Regions from separate parts of the Mus musculus genome. Here region 1 is linked to region 2. Evidence: chromatin contacts called from public Hi-C data. All regions are on one chromosome and are shown on one strand. The core of a region is the stretch at or near the end of the contact, and the rest is flanking DNA. Distances in the headings are between cores, read along the strand shown.

Evidence for each region. A called contact is a pair of places that touch in the nucleus more often than the background predicts.
Region 1: a contact with region 2 is called in a Hi-C map of ventral hippocampal neurons, with 1.8 times the contacts expected there. The contact joins two enhancer-like sites. A contact is called at or near these places in 4 of 484 Hi-C or Micro-C datasets (B cells, the HPC-7 cell line, bone marrow-derived macrophages and 1 more), 1 of 115 datasets of contacts at active chromatin or transcription factors (microglia) and 1 of 9 other capture datasets (embryonic tail).

Annotation. Positions count from the first base shown.
Region 1 is chr2:45,180,454-45,183,153 of GRCm38.p6, forward strand. No RefSeq gene overlaps it. Among named protein-coding and RNA genes, the nearest start is that of Gm28643, 49 kb to the left of the region's middle. Within about 2 kb of position 1,303, at least 28 of the 459 cell types and tissues checked have an H3K27ac peak or open chromatin away from gene starts, as enhancers often do. A contact at or near this core is called in ventral hippocampal neurons, where this site is marked.
Region 2 is chr2:46,364,396-46,367,348 of GRCm38.p6, forward strand. No RefSeq gene overlaps it. Among named protein-coding and RNA genes, the nearest start is that of Gm13470, 77 kb to the right of the region's middle. Within about 2 kb of position 1,611, at least 25 of the 459 cell types and tissues checked have an H3K27ac peak or open chromatin away from gene starts, as enhancers often do. A contact at or near this core is called in ventral hippocampal neurons, where this site is marked.

The sequences.
Region 1 (2,700 bases), core at 53-2,552, 1.2 Mb before region 2:
ACAAAGTAAAATTTCCCCAAATCCATCTTTATTTCTTTTTCCCAAGTTGCATCTTCTTCAATAATGCTTTTGAAGTTTAGAATGTGAAGCATCTGTTTGTTTTATTTCTGTCTCCACATCACCATGAGAATTCAGGCTAGAGGAGGAGACTTCTTCCTTTGTCTTATCTGGTGCTGCAAACTCTGTACCAACCAAGTGCTTTGAACACAGTAGGTGCTCAATAAGTATTTGCTAAATGAAGAAGGATGTAAAGAAGAGTGAGTGGGAGAAGCTTGTATATTGTCAAACAAATGGTAGAGGGAATAAGATAAATTACGTAGCTCTTTCTCAGTTAGCTAAACTGCTTTCTTATTAAACTGGTGAGTAGATGAACTAAAAGCCTCTTGTTGGTCGCAGGCTTGTGGTTTTTGGCAGAGGAAAGACTCGCCTGAGATTTAAAAGTGAAAATACAAAACAAACAACAAACAACAAAACAAAACAAAGCAACAAGGTCTTGGCTGATCCACTGGGTGACAGAGCTACAGGCAGCATCCACTCTAGAATCCAGACAATTTAGTGACAGCAACACAGGGCACAAGTGCTGGGGAGGTCAGATGAGTTGAGTTTGTGACATGTGCAATCACTCTTGATGAATCTGATTTTTCTGCAGCATTTCACTGTGGCATTGCGTTTGAATGGGAATTACCTTCTCAGTTCCAGTTTCTTCCTTTGTTGGTGTAAAGATTGATCCTTCAACGCACATTGGTATGCTCTGCGGGGATGGTCTGATTTTCCAGCATCCTAACAGATGGAGTTTACAAGTTTATTTTCTAATAGAAATAGTAGCTTCAAGACAAGGAAGGGGTTGCAGGAGCTATTTATTTTCACTTTTTAAAAAGTAATACCTTCCTGGCGTGTATGCACATAAATAAGCAGGCGACTCCACAGCTTTCTTGGAAGGCATCAGCCACCGTAGGTACGAGAGAAACTCTCTGGCCAGCCTCGGCTTTCCCGTGCTTTGCCTGCACTTGTGTTGGCACAGTTGGTGGATTTTATTATTAGCGGTGTGTCTTACAAGCCATTCATTCATGGAATATGGCCCCGGGAGAGGAATTTTAATGTGAAAATAAAATTGTCATTGTTTTTCAGGGGCTTGGGAACATGTCACACAATCGAGGAACATCCCTAAATAGGAAGGCCTCGATCCAGAAGAAAAGGTGGAAAGAGACATGTTCTCTGTGGGCTCCTTCGATATGGGAAAGTAAAGATTTTGTTGTGTGCGGTGCTAGTTGCCCAGCCTGTCTCAAGCTGGCACTGTGGGTTTGCTGTAGCTGCTGTGTCTGAGCCGAGGAGAGCAGACAGCTGCCTGCTTGTGTTCCTCAGCCTCACAGTGTGTTGTTTGACTCCCCGTTTTAAAAATAAGGTGAATGATCTCAAAAGGAAATCGTTGCAGGGGATTTTATTTCTTGCCTTTTCTAATGGACAATTAAAAAGCAATCCTGGTGCCATTCCAGGGATTTTCTCATTTCTGAGTACAACTGTAATTTAGGCACATTGAATAGTGTAATGTGCTATTAGATATTATCGAGTTTATTTTATTCATGAAAATATGTGACACACCTTATTTGCATTCTTTGAGAGGAAATGTCCTGGAATGGGTTTTGTCTTAGTTCCTTTTTGAGTGTGTCATAAGGTATGCGATACAATTGAACTTCCCAAGAACAAGAATAGAATTTCTTTCTTTTCTTCTTCTTTTAACTTTTGGAGTACAGACTGGGTTTTAAGCTTTGAGGAGATTCAATGGCTGCTCTTGCCTATTTTCTCACAAAGTTCCAAGTCCCACTGTGACACACTTCCTATCTCTAATGGCAGATTTTTATATTCCATATTAGAATACACTATATACCTCATTTTCTTCAGAAAAATTTTTTTGTGTGTGATTTTTGAGGTATGTATGTGAGGTATTTGAGGTACTGCAGGAAACTACAGAACTGCTTTAGCCATTAGAAGTCCATTAGTACTTTGTCAGTCTCCCAAAATAGTAAAGCTATGATCTAGTGTCAAATTTCTGATGAACTTACACATCAGTATAATGTCTTGTGTTAACAAGTGCTCACAGAGGAGGTTCTAGATCCCAAAAGATGGCTTTTGCAGAAGGCTTTCACTCAAATTAATTCAGTGGGCAAGAAGGACACTTGTGTATTCGGGCATAAGGGGTAGGGTGAGTCAATTTAATGGTAGAGAAGTCTCCAGGAAAATAAAATGTCTTAACCCAGCTCAGTCTTAACAATAACATTGCCATCATTGAAACCAGTAAACCCATCATAAATGCACAAAAACTTAAAAAGGGTTCTCTTATTAGATATTTTTTGCCTAATTGGCCTTGGACCAACTATTGAAACCAGATATTGCTTTAAGAACCAAAAATTTTTGTTCCCAATGTCTAAATAGAATCTCCTATGAGAAATCTTAAAAAAAAAGAGTAATTTGCAAATAAATTTACCTGCTGAATTTGTGCCTGGAGCCTCCTGTCTTTACCTAATTCATTTTTGGCTCTTGCTTAGCTCTAGCCATGGTGACACACTGAGAAATTCATGCCAAGTCCTTGTGGGTTGCTGGAACAGCTTTGCACAAGGCCATGGTATGCAAGTGAGGACAGAACAAGCCCCCAGGTTTGGGTCCTACTCAGTAGGGGTTACTCAGATTTGGTCCATGGCAGTT
Region 2 (2,953 bases), core at 361-2,860:
AACTTCTGAAAGATTAGTGTAGCAGCTTTCCACAGTTGAAAAGAGCATTAATGTTATAGTCACCATTCCTCAGTTCTAACTCCATGAGGACAGATAAAAAAGTCAAAATTAAATATGGCACAGAAAATTCTGAGTTAAGGATATGGGGTAGCAGTCTATGTTGCATATGACTCAGATGTGATTTTGTAGAATGGAAAGTATTGCTAAGTAATAAATTCATGTTGAGTGATACAATGAAACTCGTAAACTATAGACAAAACAACAATTCTAAGAGCCTTTATTTTAGGAATACTATTAACAAAGGGGTTAGGATTTAGCCATGTCTATTACTTTGACATCCTTTATCTTTCTACCACTGATGGGCGTTGAAGTGGTATGAATATGTTTTGTAAAGTTTTGCTAACACTAGAGTTGGACTAGTTTGTTGAAGAACTGAGCAGTTCAAATACTAAAGAGTGTTGAAGACTCCTCACAGAACAATTCCCAAGGTCACGATTTATGTAAAATCACCACTGCAAATATTGAAAACAGTCAAATTGTATTTTCTATAAAACTTAAAAGGAGACCCTTCTTCCCCTAGTTGTTTCACATCCTTCTGAAGGCTTTAAAGCATAAATTTCTTGCATGTTCCTGTAGGATGAGCCATGCAAGATCATTTATAGGAATAGAGGGAAATAAAAGTTGTTATTGAAAAAGGAAAATAAAAGTCATAGAGAATTAAATAATTTTCATAGAATATCATCTTAAATATTTTAATTTTTCTTCTTCAGAGCAGAAATTAAGTTTTAAAAATTCTGTTTACATACTCATCCACTGATTAAATTCAGTTTTGTTACCCTTTGATTGTTCTTTGATTTTCTATTGTTAAGTGTCTTAACTGTCTTATTCTTACAATGAAACCATCAGTACTGGAAATAAAGTGACTTAGAATTTTTTGGAACTGTCACATTAAAGGTATAAATAGCTATTGTCCTGGCATTTTATTCAAAGACTTCTTGACAAGGAAAAATCAAATAAAGCAAAAAGAGTGTAGTCTATTTAACTTTCAGAGTTTATTGTAGGTGAGTACGTATCTGATCTGTGGAACTGGCCTATTCCCTACAAACCTGAACTGAGCCAGGAATGCTGGGCTCAATATTTCTTGTTATCATTCCAATAGTACTATCTTGGGAAGAAAGTATTTCCAAGAAAGCATGTTCAGTTCTGGAAATGCTAATGGGTTGGCAATATTCCCCCAAGTATTTCTAACTTGAGGCAAGGAATGAGGGCAGAGTGCAGCTAGTTACTGAGTTGTGGTATTTGCATTTCCTAAATTCTGCAAAGTACTTATCTACTATTCCCCAGTGTTTTGCTTTCCTGTGAAACAAGACTATTCCTGGGAATTTGAAGCAGTTTACGTGTTTAAGGTGGTGCTGAGAATCCTGCTGTTGACTATGCCAACCTAACACACACACACACACACACACACACACACACACACACACACTGAAATCAAACATTGTTTTCCAACCAGTAAAGAGGAAGTAGATACAGATTTGAGTTTCTTTAGGGACAAGATCATGCTGAGAGGCAAATGAACGGCCACTGTGGGGAATTTATTTCTCCTGCTGAAAAAGCAAAGGCTAATAATAATTGAGGTTGATTTGCAAAGTGCACAGCTTCACAACAATCATATGATACCTAGTAATTCTGAAATTGAAGTAAAAAAGGAAGCACTTCAGAAGCCGGAATTATGAAAATCAAGAAGTTGCTTAAAATATTTGAGGGTGTGCTTAGAGAATTAAATGCCATATGCTTTCTTTGCTTCTGAAGAGAGACTGTGTTTTCTCTTGGAACAAAATGCACACGCAGGTGTTTGATAGAGAGTTTAAAAGCTATCAAGAAGAGCCAGAATGTTTGGGGTTTGGGGTAGGAGGTGTTAATTTGGGGAAAGTGATGTGTGCTGGGGGTGGAATGGAGGAACAAACAGTAGGGAGAAAAAACATTTGCTATGTTTGCGAGTTGGGTAGTCTTGTTAGAATTAGAATCTAGCACCTGACTTTAAGCTTACCTTTTTTCATGAAGTCAGATTAGGACGATACTCTTATTTCCCACCCACCCCCTTTGGAATCACTGGTGTTAAAAAAATAATAAATATTTTCTTGTTCATAAAGTAGGCTGGATTTGTTCCCTTTACAGACTGAGGTAGATAGTTATAATCCATTCTCTGATGAAAAATTGAGGGCATTTATATGCTTCTTTCACTGCTAAAATAATAAGTTGGCACAGCAAGTTATCAGATGTTAGATACTTGAAGTATCAATACTATAATCTTGTTGGTGAAGCATATATTATATCTGTGTTGGAATCTCTGAGATATCCTCAATGCAAATGGACCCAGGGTCTTACAGAATAGACTGTCTAAGATTTCATATCTATGATCTGAGAACATGCTAAAACAAGAAAAAGTGGGAAAATTTAACTAGACAGAATTAGGCCCACTCCACATATTTTAGGATATTTCAATGACTTTTGTTATATCATGCAGATTATAACCATTGGGTATACTATGTGACATCCAGAGTTCAAGGCAAAAATAATAAATTAAGCCATAGTGAACAGTAACATAAAGTGAGATGATAGTTTAAAACAATTGGCAGGATTCTTTGGAGAAAGATTTTATAAAGTGATTTGTTCAAAGCACTCCTCATTTTTAATTAATTTCATTTATTCCTTCTATTCTGGAAATTTTCATAAGTAAAAGGGATAAAGATTGAAAAAAATCTTTCAAAGCTATTCCATTATATTAAATACAGACATGTAAGAGTGAAAGATTCACCCATGATTAAGATAAACTAATCATTTTAATCTCACAGTTATTTTAATTATAATTTTAAAAATCCAAATTAATTTATTTTCCCAATATACTGTTTTTATATATACATATATTTGTACAATTTGCATTAGAAAAGAA